Regions from separate parts of the Hordeum vulgare genome. Here all the other regions are linked to region 2. A link is a contact called in public Hi-C data. All regions are on one chromosome and are shown on one strand. Each heading gives the region's core, a stretch centred on a gene start, on an enhancer-like site or on the middle of the called end of the contact. The rest is flanking DNA. Distances are from core to core; before and after follow the strand shown.

Region 1 (2,700 bases), core at 36-2,535, 160 kb after region 2:
AAGATCAACCTCTTGAACAACATATAAGTGTAGGTGGTTCTTTGATGTAGCACAAGTTATGTCATAACCACATAAAGGGCACCACTAACAACACAAAGAAGGCTATCGAGGTGGTACAACATGCCAAGAGACAGTAGAGAAACAAACTTTAAAGGACACACGAGAGTTTCACCAAGGCTCTACCTTGTTGAGCACGCATGAAAAAACGTACAATTTGATCGCCTGAAGGGTGGTCATTGCCCATGTGAGTGATGAGAAAAAGCGATGATGATGAAGTAACATGATCGTACAAAATGTTGCTAATGAAGCTACCTATGTGAGAGGTGGTCATTGCCCACAGTGGAGTGTAAACTAAGGCCACTACACAACAGAGAGAGAGAGAGAGAGATAGGGGGGGGGGGTGAGGGAGAGGGAGAGAGGGAGAGAGAGGTGCTACGACGAGGAAGGGAGTAGTGGTGATGGTTGTGGTCTCGAGAGGTTTCCTTTATTGAAACCCTTTTACCCTTCTTTGCGCCTTGCCATCTTCTCCATCCTTTTCACCACATTGCAAAAATGGTGTGCTGCCATAATATTGCATCAGGCTGGCTCCAACGATGGCATACTATTCGTACAAGTAGCATGTGAGACGCATGGGGAGGGGAGTGAGGGGAGGGAGTACCCCTAGTCGTGTAGTGAGAGCACTGCTACACGACAAAAAAGATGACGACAACCCAAAAAAGGAAACGAGCAATTATGATAACAACGTGTTCAAACACTGAAGCAGTTGCGATAAAGATCACACGTCAAAAATATTTATGGCAGGAGAGTATTGTTTGACTCTTCATTTTTATATGCCTAATAAACAAGTGGATTATAATATCAAGACTAATGTGATGATGTCTTTAAATCGTCAAATACTTGCGCGCTCCCTCATCAACCCCCTCCCATTTTCGCCACGCCATAGGCTCGAGTCCATCAAGAACAAAAAAATATATTCTTTTTGAACAATGGGCAAAAGAGGTTGTTGACTCAAGATCCACATTTCTACCTATGTGTGAATCTATAGATGTTTGATTACAACGCCAAGATCCAGATTTCATCGGGTATTTTCGGATCACAAACTACAGTACTACCATTACTATAAACTTTTTTTATTTTGAAACAATCCACAAAGTTCATGTTTTTACCATCTATCCGAGATAGGCCGACACAATAATTTCTGATGCAGTCAGAAACGGAATCTCCACCCTCCATCTACCATCAAATCAAATCGCCAATCGTGCCAGCCACCGATTTGAACCATCATCAAAGAAACTCCACACTCCTCCCCAGCTAGACGGACTTTTCTTCTCCACCTTCCTCCTGTCCTGTGCCTTTCCTCTTCCTCCCCGATCCCTTCCTCCGCCACGCTGCTCTCATGCTCTGCCCTACCCAATCTCTCCTATAGTCCACGTCCACCACCGCTCCGCTCCGCTCCGCTCTGCTCCCCCAACAACCCCGCCGCTGACGCGCGTCGCCGCCATCGCCGTCGCCGTCGCCGTCGCCGCTCCTACTTCACCGCGTCGCTGCCGTCTCCGCACCCGTCCGCAATCCTGGACATTGGTTTTTGAGGTACGAGCTTTTGGTCATTCGGTGATTACTTGGCCCGAACTGATCCTGTAAAATTTCCGCGTGCCGGTCCAGGCCCGCGGAACAATCTAGATCCGCCCCGTCGTGCTCCCCATGTCTCTGTACCAAACCAGGAATTCGAGACCTTTGTGTGCATCTGGAAATGCGTTGTAGCGCACGTAGTTGTGGAGATCTGAATTTGTACGGCTACAGGAGTTGAATTGTATGAAGTTCCTCAGAAGGTATTCTAGGGTACTAGACAGTTTAGTAGATATAGGCATAAGATATCATCACTTCAGATATTCCAGCAGTACTAGTGAGGAGCTCTCGTTTTGTGGCTATCAGTCTTATGGGGATGAAGCTCATGTACTTATATTTGTTCTGTTTCTCTTTTGTCGCAGATTATTTAATTATGCCAATCCTTTCACAGGGCAATTGGGGTCATCATGTGTCATACACTTCTTAAGCTCTATCAAACTCCTTACCCGTTCCGATGCTCTTAAGGTCCTGTTTAAAACAAAGAGATGGATGCAGCTGATCTAGAGAATCCAACATCCAGAAACGCATCTCAGAAATCCAGCCGCCGTTCTAGTAGTCGCCGTTCTCAAAAGTCAGCTGGACAGCAATCTTCCCCCACTGTATTTCCAGAGAAAAGAGGCAAATCTAGATCTTTGAGGCAAAAGCATGTGACTGTTGACAATAAAGATGCCAAAAGGGGTAAAAACCATGAGCGTAGAACTGATACGGTGGATGAGAGGTCCAATTTTGTAGGTTTCGAAGTCTACGCTGGCAAACTGTTTTTTGACAGGAAAAATAAAAGTATAGGCGTGGATGGAAAATTGTCATCAAACAAGAAAGCTGATACAACTGATGCAAGACTCACAAGTAAAGCCCTTATATGGGGTTCCACTGTACTCAGCCTTGAGGATGTCATCTCTGTAAGTTTCAGAGACCAAGATGTGCTTCAATTGTTATTTGGCCCAGTTGGACAATCCAGTGATTTTGTGTGTCGTATTTATATCTTTGCAGGTATCCTATAATTCTGGTGTCCAACATTTTACTTTACATGCATATCCTGGTAAGAAGTCTCTATTTGGAAAGACACATAGAGTT
Region 2 (2,700 bases), core at 153-2,652:
TAACGTGCAAATCCATCCCCCTTTGTACTACCCCACAAGTAAGAAGAGAACAACTACTACGAGTACAATGCTGCCGGATTAAATGTGAAAAACCTGGACAACGTTTTTGAATGTGACGACGGATAGAAACGGTCCAAGCAGCATCTTACTTTGATCCCCTGAATTTCAGTATTTTCTGAAACTAACGGCGGCCTGCAGGTTGTTGCCCTGTTGCTGTACTAAAACGAGTGAACAGGTGATCATACAAATCTTTCCTGTCGGCCTTCATTTTTCTTCAGACGGGAGGGAAAACTTAATTTCAAAAACACTTAATCTGTTCCAATACACGCTGTATTATACTAGTGGTAGTAAACAGTTAGAACGTGCCCATCTTGATTGTTGCTGAAGAAATGGGGCGGAAAGCAGATACAGGCTGGACGCCGCAGCGGTCCGGGGAAGCATAATTACAAGCTGTAACAACAACAGCAGCAGCAGCAGCACAGCAATCATGCACAGTTCGTTAGTAGTAGTAGTAGTATCTGAAACAAAACAATTGTGTTTCAGTTTAGCTGTTGGATATATATAGATATAGTTAATCGTTGACAAGATACTGGATGAGATAAACTAGGCCCAGAAACATGCCTAGCTAGCATGACGCTGGCTACTCTATTCTCCAGATAATTATCATGATCTGATTGATAGTACATGCGTAAATATTAAATAACTAGTGTTAATTTGCTTATTATGGCAACAAAAGTCAAGCTTCTGTTCTTTTTCATGTAGGTAGTATATGGCCCGCTTTCAGTTCTGCCCTGACAGCTGACACTTGCCCCGTTATGGCCATCAGGGATTCCGAAATGTTACTGTCAGGCACGTCTAATTCTCTGCAGTTGTTAAAAGTTGGGTCAGGGTCAGGGTCAGTGATTCAAAATGTTACTGTCGCGTCTAATTCCCTGCAATCCTTAAAATCGTGAAGTGCTAGTCAACGACGGAGACTCACATTGTCGTGTGTAACACGGGCACAAGCTGTCAAATTGTTGAGGTTAATTAAGCGGCCTGACGAGCCGATCGGGTCGACTGCATACGATGTAGCGCCAGAAAAGCACAAGAAGACAAGCGCTTGTGGCATGAACATATGATTGATTAGCTCGTCGGCGGAATCGACAGCTCTCTAACCTATTCAATGAATGGCAGTGTTGATCAAGGTTATGTTAATTGGGAATTGATGATCCACGGTCTCGCAACTACGTACTCCTCTACCATAGCACTAGCGTATATGATGATTATTATTAACAATGTGTAAAGAGACTGGCAGAAAAGAAAGAAAAGAAGGGAAGAAAATCCCGCAGATATAGCGTCCATATGTGGCTGCCGGGGGGACCGTCCATATGGAAGGGATGGGCTCGATGGCTCCAATAAGCGTGACGTTGGCCCATCGCTCGTCGTCCCTTGATCCCCTCTCACTCCATCTTTCGATTCATCCATCCATCCATCCATCCGTCCGTCAGGCACTCGGGACCACGCTGCCGCTGTAGCAGCCTGGTCTTTTTCTTTGCTCCTCACTCGCTTCCCCTTCTTCTTTGTTTATGCACGGCACAGACGGATCGCGTCTGGATGCTGCCTGGAAACGGACTGCACCCATGGCGCCGATCGAACAAGCTTCGGTTTTGTTTACTACTCACTACTACTGTCAGGAAGGCATTTGAACGCCCACCGCGCCAAAAGGAAAAGGAAAAGCGCACGATTCTGTACAGTCTCTAGAACAGTACACCCTGGGACGCGTGGCCGGCTCGTGCTCAGGCAGCTAGCCCGTTCCACTTCCATCTACTCCCTCCGGCCCAAAATTCTTGTGTTAGATTTGTTTACAAATGGATGTATCTAAATACTAAAATGTGACTAGTTACATTCATATCTACACGAATGTAAGACAAGAATTTTGTGACGGAGGGAGTAGTACATAACAAACATATGACCGGAGGTTATCGTGTTGGCTTTCACTCGTCCCGGCGCTCATGCGGGCACATGACCCTGCTCCTCGCCAGCCAGCCAGGCGCGCGCTATGGGCAATGGCTACGAGCTCGATCGTGGCATCGCATGTGTGGCCAAGCAATGCAGGGGTGTGCATGGCAAAAGCGCATGGCTTTCCGTTTCCACAAAAGGACGCGCTCCCGACCCGGCGTGGGTTAACTCAAACCGCGCGCACGGCGGCCTCCATGTTACCCTGCTCCCCGCGCCCGCCCCAACCAGCCTGGCCCGTGCTAGGCGTCGGATCGGCGACGGTCGGCTGTGATTGCTCCGACGATCCACCGGACGGCGCCGGCGCCAACAGGGGTAAGTAAGTAAGTAAGCTGATTGATTGACTGACTGACTGATTCATCAACGCCGCGCGCGGCCACGTAGGGCTCGTGTACGTGTGTCGGCTGGCTGCGCGGGCGGGAGGGCGATACGATTGCGCTGTGCAGAGCACGGTGGTACCGCCGACTGAAAGCCGCCGGGGCCATTGCCCCCTCCTCGTCATGTCCTCGTGTGCGCGCGTGGCTGATTATCTACCCAGCTAGTTAGCTACGCTATGTAAGTAGTACTACGTATCCAAGGCCAAATGCAAATGCTTTTCTTCGCCCAGACACTACTCGTCTCCATGTACCAGCCAGGCCGAACCACTACTCTTCGTTTCGATACATATTCTGTGACTGTGAGGTCGCCAACAGCGTCGATCAGTGG
Region 3 (2,700 bases), core at 122-2,621, 180 kb before region 2:
TCCTAGCGCCAAACATTCAACGTTTATTGTTATTTATACCTCAAAAATATATATATATCAATTTTATAAAATGTTTATTGTTATTTATAAAGTATAAAATATTTATTTAGAAAAATATTACCATGTATTTTTTTTGTAAGATGTACTTTTAAAATGTACATAATGTGTTGAAAAATATTGGAAGTTTATCAAAAATATACATATATGTGTTAAAAAATACATTGGATATTGGAAAAAATATACACATGTGGAAAAGCAAAAAGAAAATGAAAAAAAACCAGAGCAGAGGGTGCGCGCGTGCGCAACTGCGCTAATGGGCCCAGCCCAATTCAGGAAATCCCGGCTAAGTTCTGTCAAGGTTTAAAATAGACCAGGATCAGCGAATTCGGTGTGCCGATTTCAGGGATTTGAAGTTTAGGGTTTGGTTTATGTTTCGTCTACAAATTCAAGGTTTATTTTGGAATTTTTTCCTTTTGGTTATGCCATGTATGAAACTATATTGTTACGAAACTTTATCAAAATGTGTTATAGATGTATTTCTATATGTCTATTTTTTTCGATTTTTTTTGCCTGTGGGAATATGGTACTTTAAAACGGACTCCCGAGATCATGTCCCCAATTCGGTATATTCGGGATAGGAGGTCCCTATCCGGCGTACCTAAGGACTGTATATTACATTCAAGTTGACATAGAGTCTCAACTTCCTCGCCGGGACTGAGGATTATTGTTTGTGCAGACTCAGTAAATGTTGTGTGCTGCTTAAATTATTCGTAACATACTGGCTAAGATACAGTTTTTTTTTCGGGGATGGCTAAGATACAGTTGAGGGTACATCGTGAGTTGTCTCCATTTGAATATGCCAATGTCCACTGCTTCATCCTAGAATACGTGAGATCAAACATGAGAACAAGCATCAGATGAGAACAACTATCTATCTCCACTCTTCCCAGGAACAGAGTAATACTCCCTCTGTCCCAAAATAAGTGTATCAAGCTTAGTACAACTTTGTACTAGAGCTAGTACAAAGTTGAGACACTTATTTTGGGACGGAGGGAGTACTTTCTATAAACAAACCACTACGTCTGAAAACAATAAGCACAACAGCTATATGGATCATGGAATTTTCCACCGGACCAGATGGTCATTCCGGTCGGATTTACATGTTAGATGGTTGACAGTCATGAACTTAGGATTCTCCGACGGAACTCCATGCAAACTCTATGGACGTATTTACATGCCAACTCAGGATTGCAGCAAGGATCATTTCGTTCTCGTCAGAATAGAACACGAAATAATCTAGTACAGTATAATTTTCAGAAGGGTAATGCGACCTGTCCACTTCATGGATCACCAATGTGTTGACATGATCTCCCTCTCCCAGCCCCAGCCAGTCGAGTGAGCGACCCCAAACTCCCAATCACCACCCATAAAAAACTCAGTTGCGGATGTCGCTGAAACCCTCCCCAGTTGCGCATCCCAGTTGCACGAGGGGTCCTCCCCCTGTTACTGCTAGGCCAAGGCATCCATCATCAACGTCACAAACCGCTCATGCTGTGCTAAAAGAAGAATAAAAACAGGGGAGGGGAGATGAGAGGAAAGGAAAAGGAGCACCACCACTGGCCTTTTTTCTTTAGTGTCTGTCAGTCTAATCTGAAGCTCGGCTGCTGCGTATGCTGTCACGGTTGTGCTGATAGCAACCCACCGCACGCATCATCAGAGAGAGCGAAGAGGCATGTGATGGTGACTTTGGACCAAAGCATCAGCCTCCCTGTTCAGATGGAGAAGTAAAAAAGGAGTGGTATCTAAGCTCGGTTCATGTGGCATTAGTTTATGTTTATTGCTGCCTCCAACACCAAAGCCGCCGCCAATCTGCCATCATCTGATGAGATGCATTTGAGGGTTATAAAACTAACCAGATAAGGCATGGGCCTGTCCCCCTGAATCCCAACTGTAAAACTTGGGTGTTCCTGATGTCACGCATCACAGAAAATTATGTGGGGGTGCGCGCGCCGGTGTGTGTGTGCTCAAAGGCGTCTCTTTTCACTAGATTAAACTTCACTTTTTTGGTTGTTAAATTCGGATAGATCAACACCACCGTGGTTATCCATCCATCTGGCACAGCTTATTTTGGAAGAGGCAGAGAGAGGGATCAGAGTGGCACAAGCGGGTAAAGCAGCGACGAAGCAACCAAATAGCAGCACTGTAGCTTATTCGGCTCAAGCTGGTCCACTCTATAAACATAGACTCCAGACTTGCAAGTTACTTTTGTTTTGTTTTGCGGGAAGATACTTGCTATGGAGGCGATTCCGTGTGTCTCTCGAAACGTGGAAAACAGCACATACAGATTGTAAAGCATGGTTGTTAATTTTGCATCTACCTTTTTTCCCTTTTAGAAACAAACCACAAGGAACGCCCGACTTCAAATTAATAAAGTCAACACCGGTCAAGTCATAATACAAGCATTTACAACCAAAAGATAATAGTAGCGGGGTACTTAAAAGAGCGTTAAATAAGGTAATTAAAGACAACCTAGCCACCGTCGGTGATTATGTGGACACCATGTAGACACTTGATCTTGATCTTGCTCCTTGAAGTCTCCACTGTTGAAAGGAAACAACCCATTTGAAATTATGGTTAGCTGAGCGAGAGGGGGCCATTTCTTCAATGACAAGTCTATTTCGATTAGTCCAAAGCGAGCAA

What was found. Hi-C and Micro-C count contacts between places; a contact is called where the count stands out from the background.
Region 1: a Hi-C map of leaf shows a contact between it and region 2, with 4 times the contacts expected there. The contact joins the promoter of LOC123427386 here to the enhancer-like site in region 2. A contact is called at or near these places in 2 of 6 Hi-C or Micro-C datasets (both in leaf).
Region 3: a Hi-C map of leaf shows a contact between it and region 2, with 5 times the contacts expected there. The contact joins two enhancer-like sites. A contact is called at or near these places in 4 of 6 Hi-C or Micro-C datasets (leaf and seedling) and 1 of 1 datasets of contacts at active chromatin or transcription factors (embryo).

The regions. Positions count from the first base shown.
Region 1 is chr2H:573,020,311-573,023,010 of MorexV3_pseudomolecules_assembly, forward strand. LOC123427386 (sphingoid long-chain bases kinase 1-like) reads left to right here and starts at 1,286. Exons shown (of 9, transcript XM_045111416.1): 1 at 1,286-1,590; 2 at 2,018-2,525; 3 at 2,617-2,700. The coding sequence starts at 2,112.
Region 2 is chr2H:572,860,154-572,862,853 of MorexV3_pseudomolecules_assembly, forward strand. No RefSeq gene overlaps it. Among protein-coding and RNA genes, the nearest start is that of LOC123427385, 30 kb to the left of the region's middle. Within about 2 kb of position 1,403, at least 2 of the 3 cell types and tissues checked have open chromatin away from gene starts, as enhancers often do. A contact at or near this core is called in leaf, where this site is marked.
Region 3 is chr2H:572,678,745-572,681,444 of MorexV3_pseudomolecules_assembly, forward strand. No RefSeq gene overlaps it. Among protein-coding and RNA genes, the nearest start is that of LOC123430596, 60 kb to the left of the region's middle. Within about 2 kb of position 1,372, at least 3 of the 3 cell types and tissues checked have open chromatin away from gene starts, as enhancers often do. A contact at or near this core is called in leaf, where this site is marked.